Linked DNA regions of Macaca mulatta: region 2 is linked to region 1. A link is a contact called in public Hi-C data. All regions are on one chromosome and are shown on one strand. The core of a region is the stretch at or near the end of the contact, and the rest is flanking DNA. Distances in the headings are between cores, read along the strand shown.

Region 1 (3,451 bases), core at 302-2,801:
TTCCTGCCACGATCACCCCCTCCCCATATCTGGAAATTATGATCAATATAAAAAATAATGTTCGTATTGTTATATAATTTGAAAGGGTGCAGATTACGTCTACCCAAAATCTTCTTGAAACAAACTAGAGTACTAGAAAATTGTTAGCAATTAATGTCAATCACCTCTCAAAATGCCAATTCTGAGCGACAAACGGCAAAACAAAAAGACCTCGAACAGCCTTTGATCCAATTTATTTAATTAAAGTAGAAATTAGAAATGTCTGTAAACATTCCATCCACAAACAAGTCAAAAGAACGAAGCCACAAACCACTGGAAGGTCTAGCCAAATTACAGCAAAAAAAGGTCTTCCTCCCCCCCGACTTTGGCTGCCCCCCCTTCGTCTGGCTGTTGATGGATTGCTGTAAATATCTGAAAATATTCTTGGTTTTGCATCGTTACAGTTATGTTGACAAAAAGGCGTCTCGAAAAAACAAGAGAGGAACAACAGCTACCACCAGCGAGCATTCTACAAAGCCCCGTCCTCGCGTCCAGTCTTCACAGGCTTCGCAGTGAAATGAAGTGCCCCGCACCCAGGCTTTAATTAACGCACGACATCCGCCGACCGGTCCACCCCAAGCACCACATAAACTTTTGGTTTTGCCTCCTCCGGGTCCCTCTGCACAGGGTCCCCTAACCTGCCCACCTCGCTCCCAGCGCCTCAAGCAGGAACCAACTCGCCTCCCAGACCAGAACAAAATGGAAACAATCGCAAAACGTATCGGATTCCGTTCCAAAGAGACAAAACACCAAATCGCTCGAAAATACCCCATCCCCTGCCACGTGCCGCCCTCCAAAATGCAAAAGTTTTTTTGCATTTCAAATGCATCAAGTTTCCGCTTCTCCAAAAAAGGGAAAAAAATGTCCCTCTTTTAAAAATTCTTGCTTTTTTGAAATGGGGAAGAGAGAAACGGGGGAAAAAATATGGTCGGTGACCAGAGAAGAGAGACAAGATGGTGAAGCTTAGCAACAACTGTGGGGAGGCAGCAAAAAGCGAGTTACCCCAGGGTGCGAAGCGGCGGCGATTTCCACCCCTTTCCCGCTCGAAAACTGGGGGCTGGGGCCCGGGGGCGGTAGTTAAGAGGCCCGCGCGGGTCGTGGTGAAGGTTTGGGGTCCTGGGAAGGGGCGGCGGGCGGGATTTCACCGAAGAAAGAGGAGCCAGGGGCGCGGGGAGGAGGAGGGAGAGCAGGCTCGGCGCCGCGGCGGTTGCTGCTGTTGGGCTGAGGCGGCGAGAGACTGGGGAGCCGCCGCCGTCAGAGGGAAAAGGGAAACTCGCTCCTTACCTCCATTTCTGGGCCAAAAAGTTTGTGGGCTAAGCCGGAGGGGCTACGGGTCCCCTCCCGGCACGGCCAGGGCCCGGTTCGCGGCTGACGACAAGCGGGGCTCGGTTCCGGGGAAGCGGGCAAACGGGGAAACTTACCCCCCTTCTCCTTCGGCTGTAGCTCGGCGAGCGAGAGGCGGCGCTGGCGTTAGAGAGCGACGGCGGCGCGGCGGCGGCTGCGAACACAATTGAAAGATGGCTGACACCGAGGCTATCCCCCAACACACGCCGCCCCGCCCCCGCGCCGCGCGCCAGCCAATCACACACAATGGAGGGAAGGCTCGGCCCCGCCCCCACAGCAACTCTCGCGCCCCGCCCCCTCCCCTCCCCCCGCGCGCCCGTTCGCTGGCGCGCGCTCGCCCCTCCCCCGCGCGCCGCCCGCTCCCTCCTCCAGGCCGCCTCGCGCGGTGTGTGTACAAACACAAAAGACACGCTGAGGGGCCGCCGGCTCCCGCCGAGACTGCCGCCCGCCCCCGGCCAGCCCCCGCCCCCGGCCCTGCACTCCCATCCCGCTCCGTGTGCGCACGGCGTCGAACCCCCGAGGCCCGGGTTTGGGGCGCCCGGAGGGAAGTAGGGGGAGGGGAAGGCGGGCGGAGGCGCGGCGGGTGAACGCCCGGCCTGCGGGCGTCTCGGGTCGCGGCGGGGAGGGGAAGGAGGGGCCGCCCCCGCGCAGGCCCTGGCGCGCGCCTCCGAGGAGACCCAGGCGGCAGTGGGGGAGGAGGACGCGGTCGGCCGGGTCGCCGCGCCCCATTGGAAAACGCTCCCCAGCAGGAAGCTGGCAAATAGGAATCCAGCGTCCCGTGCCCGCTGTCGGACGGGGTCGCTGCGGCAGCGGGAGGGGTGGACCGACGGCCTCCTTCCCGCCTGCGCGCCGGGCCAAGTGCGGCCGGGTCCTGCGGGGCCGGCCCGAGTCCGCCGCAGACAACTTGATCCGCTCAGACTCCTGGGCCGGCCGCTTGCGTGCAGGGCAGCTTCTCGCCGGTGTCGGCCTCCAGGATCAGGGGACGGGGCTCGCTCTCCTCCTGGGCCCGGGCCCCCGACGCAAGATGGCTGTGTCGCGTCGGCCTCTAAACAATGTGTGGAGCGAGCAGCTCCTGCACCAGGGCCCGGTGGCTTGTCCTGCCCGCCTGTGGGGCCGTGTGATCTGTTTTCGGTAGGATTGCTTTGGAAAGGAATTGCCGAATATAGATCGTCAAATGTCCGCAGCTTCTGCATAGTTTAGAAGAGGCTGAAAACAGCAGAAAGAAACCAAACATGGTTTGGGAATTAGTACATCTACCTGTTTTCCAATTCTCAGTAGCGTAGGAAACGGACTTTTCATGGCCCAAGTTATCCTCATGACTTGTCAGTTGATTGGCTTTGGAACCTCTGAACCGTCCCTAGATGGTATTGACGCTTCACAACTGTGTGTGAAGGTTTTCGGTAGAAGGGTCATGCAAATATCCCCTAGGGTAGTGAAGGAGGAAAATTTCATAAATGAAGGGCAGTAACGATTTGTAATCTGAAGATTTCACAAAGCATCTTAGTCATAAACATTATCCCAAAACAGATACGTGGAAATCAGATATGAGGAAAGAAATGGATTTGTCCAAAGTCACTTAAGTGAGGAAGAGACCTAGGAGAAACAAACAAACAAAAATCCAGGCCTCCCGTTTCATTATTACTTCATGAATGTTGTGTCCCTGGTTGCTGTGCAGAACACATGCAATCTCTAGTCCTATCCTAAAAGCACATATGCAATCAGCTTGGGCCGAGCTGCCAGCAAAGAATTTCCTATAATTCAAGCCAAGATGAGTTATTTTGCTTGTTTTTTGTTTTGTTTTCGGGAAACCAAAATATTTATTGTTGGATTTATCCAGGAAGGCTGTTCTGCATTAGTTAAATCCATCATATCTTCAATAAATGTTAAATAACATGGGTAATGTTCTCTTTGTATGCTGGATTTTTCAATAGCTCCTACTTCTTGGCTTTAAAAAATATTTCTAACCAAGGGTCAGACCATTTTAGTAGAGTAGTTATGATCTTAGATTATTTGAACTAACTCAGCTGTCCATTTGTGAAATGGGCATAATAATATTTATCTCAATGAA
Region 2 (3,489 bases), core at 97-2,596, 140 kb before region 1:
AAAAAAAAAAGTTACAAAATAATTGTTGTAGGAAAAGGCAATCAAAAGTACGCAGCCAAAACAAAGGTGGGAAAAATGATCATAAATGGTGCTCCCAAAGTCTGGAAACACAGGTGAATATACATAATGTCGGGGGAGACTTCAATCTTTTAGAAAAAAATTGGTTTCCCGGCTCTCAGAAGCCCTGTAGAAGAATATCAGGCAGTCAATGAAAATATTACAGTTATGTGTGCAGTTTGTGGGTTTTGTTAACTTTTAAAATGTCATTTGTTATTTCTTTCTCTTTCTAAATATACATTCACTTTCCTACCCTTCTGCACATTTCAGGCTCCCCAGCTCCCACTGGTCCCGAACTCCCCTCCCCCCGCATCCTTTCGGATCCCAGTTGCTCCAGGTGGGCGGGTGCTACCACCCCCACCGCTGGGTCATTTCAGTACCTCCTAATTTCACCTTAATGGATCAGATCCTGTCTGAATGTGGCATACAAATCTTGTCCTGAAAAAACTCTCTAGGGCTTCAGAGAATAACTGAAGGGGTGAATAAGCCATTTCAGTACCTCCTAACCAGAGGAGGATGATGAAGGGAAGTTAGAAACGAAGAGAGAGGTCTTGAATATCCTACTCTCAAAACTTACAGAAGCGTATACTGCTAAGGCCACTCTAAGGGCCTTGGGAGGGGCCACTGTAAGCAAGGGGCCCTGAAGCTTGAGCTTCATTAACTCTATGGTAACTTTTTGTACTCTTTCCTAATGAGGGTCCCCACAAATTGTATGAGCTGCGCTTCCTGCAAAACCAGGATCAGCCCCGTCTGCAACCTCAAAGTCACTGAATTTCTCTGCAGTCTCAGTTTCCCCTTTTTAAAAAATTGGGAATTTGCCCTGCATTTCCTTAGAGTTGCTGTGAAGGCCAAACGAGATTGTGGTGGGCAAAAGAGCTCTGCAAACCACGCAAACCCCTGCAAATGTGAAGGGTCTCTGACCTGGAGGGTTGGGTGCTGGCCAACCTCGTCAATCCTCCCTGCTCCGACCCCCGCGCTGGGATCCACTGACCCCGCCCCTGTTGGGCACTGACAGCCGCAGCACCGAACCGAGGGGTGGGGGTGGTAGCACCCGCCCACCTGGAGCAACTGGGATCCGAAAGGATGGGGGGGGTGGAGTGGAGGTCGGGACCAATGGGAGTTGGAGAGCCTGAAAGATAGTCGCGGAGCCGGGGCAACTGATGGTTCCGGAGGGGGCGGGGCACCAAGCCTCAGCCCCTCTCCCGGAGCCCTCCAGCCTCTTCAGCAGCGGAAGTTCCGGTATCGGTAAGCGGAGGTCAGAGGTCATCAGGAAGTCGATACGTGGCCGCCGCCTGTCCCCGCCGAGGAGGCGCAGCAGCCAGAGATGGCGGCGGTGCTGAACGCAGAGCGACTCGAGGTATCCGTCGACGGCCTCACGCTCAGCCCGGACCCGGAGGAGCGGCCCGGCGCGGAAGGCGCCCCGCTACTGCCGCCACCGCTGCCACCGCCCTCGCCACCCGGATCTGGTCGCGGCCCGGGCGCCTCAGGGGAGCAGCCCGAGCCCGGGGAGGCGGCGGCTGGGGGCGCGGCGGAGGAGGCGCGGCGGCTGGAGCAGCGCTGGGGCTTCGGCCTGGAGGAGTTGTACGGCCTGGCACTGCGCTTCTTCAAAGGTGAGCCGGCCCAGCCCCACCCCTGCCGCTTCTGCCCGGTCCCGGGAGCCCGGCACGGGCTGTGGTCTCCAGGGTGACTGGACCAGACTTACCCTCACCCACTCATACTGGGCCGTGGTGACTCAAGCGGGGTTCCCTCCTTGGGGGTACACCAAGTTTGTCACTACCTGCTTGGCCACTAGGTCACACCCCTGACGAGCCTGCAACCTTGGTTTAGCAGTCATGTCCCGCCTCCCAGAGGTTACTGGGGCATTTTACCTGATTTAGCTTCTGGGATTTCCAGGAGCCAGGGTGGAAGAATGGGCCCACTTTCTTCCAAAGGATCCCATTCTGGGATTGCCTTGTATTATTTTTTTTTTACTGACTCTTTTCTTTTCCTGTTTCCCGTGGCTTGTCACATCAGGACCCGCCGATTTTTACCCTTAGTGGAAGAAATCTGTCAAGAGGTTCCGTATATAGCCTTTGCAGCCATTCTTGGGAACCATAAACTCGAATAGGACTTGATCCCCAGGCAGATTGATGTGGCAGAGAGGAAGTAAAATGTTAAGCTCATCATCCCCTCCGGCTTGTCAAACTCTTGAGGAGGGATGTCCACTATGTTCTAGTAACTTCTAGGTGGTTAAAATTTACATTGTAAGCAATGTGCAAGAGTGAATTCTCAGAGTAAGGCCTAACAGTACCTTCTGTGCTTTTCGCATGATTAATTGTTAAATGTCTCTTGTCTTAGAACAAGATTGTAGTGTGCGGGTTTTTTTTTTTTTTTTTTTTTAATTGGGTGATTCACTTAGTCAAATAGTGGAGAGACCAATCACATGATTTTTGTCAGTGGGAAAACCTGATGAAAAGCCTGTTAGTTTGATTCTTTTTTTTTTTTTTTTTTTTTTTTTTTTTTTTTTTTTTTTGAGACGGAGTCTGGCTCTGTCGCCCAGGCTGGAGTGCAGTGGCTGGATCTCAGCTCACTGCAAGCTCCGCCTCCCGGGTTTGCGCCATTCTCCTGCCTCAGCCTCCCGAGTAGCTGGTACTACAGGCGCCCGCCACCTCGCCCGGCTAGTTTTTTGTATTTTTTTAGTAGAGACGGGGTTTCTCCGTGTTAGCCAGGATGGTCTCGATCTCCTGACCTCGTGATCCGCCCGTCTCGGCCTCCCAAAGTGCCGGGATTACAGGCTTGAGCCATCGCGCCCGGCCAGTTAGTTTGATTCTTAAAGATACTTAGTCTTTTAGGGCGAACGGACAGGGAGGGACATCAGCAAATGAAACTTTAAAAGTGGTTGCTAGGTTCCACGTACGTTCCAGAACGTATTTATGACACTTTCCCCTGAGGTGGTACCTTTTGGAGTACATACTTTACTAGCCGAAATTGAGTAGTTCAATGTAATGATACACACGGAAGTTGTTTTCTCTCAAAATAACTTTAATCGTGCAAACTAGTGAAAGTTTTATAAATTCTCCAGAACATTTGATCATTTCACATTCAGTGACATATTCGTGGTCATTGCACAATGAGTAGCCCTCTGTGTACTAACTAGCTTGGGGAATTGGTAATGGCTAGTGGGTTTTGGATCATTTGACTTTTAGATCACTGGCTTGAATTTAGAGTTTGCTGTAGTGATGATATATTACCACTTTATAAAAATCAGATGGTTTCTGTACAACTCATATAGCTACATTCCACTTGAAATTTTTATTCTTGGAACTTATTTTTCAGTAAAGTATATTGTAGCAGAGAATAAGACTAAAAATGAACTTTTTGTTTCTGTTTTTGAGCTGGAGTCCTGCTCTGTTGCAGGACTGAGGGAGGCTGAGGCAGGAGAATCACTTGAAG

What was found. A called contact is a pair of places that touch in the nucleus more often than the background predicts.
Region 2: a Hi-C map of fetal cortex germinal zone shows a contact between it and region 1, with 3 times the contacts expected there. The contact joins the promoter of ACBD3 here to the promoter of H3-3A in region 1. A contact is called at or near these places in 2 of 14 Hi-C or Micro-C datasets (cortical neurons and fetal cortex germinal zone).

Annotation. Positions count from the first base shown.
Region 1 is chr1:83,789,141-83,792,591 of T2T-MMU8v2.0, reverse strand. It overlaps H3-3A (H3.3 histone A), which reads right to left and starts at 1,551. Exons shown (of 4, transcript XM_015115178.3): 1 at 1,461-1,551.
Region 2 is chr1:83,927,573-83,931,061 of T2T-MMU8v2.0, reverse strand. It overlaps ACBD3 (acyl-CoA binding domain containing 3), which reads left to right and starts at 1,346. Exons shown (of 8, transcript XM_001091471.5): 1 at 1,346-1,667. The coding sequence starts at 1,382. It also overlaps the pseudogene LOC114677327.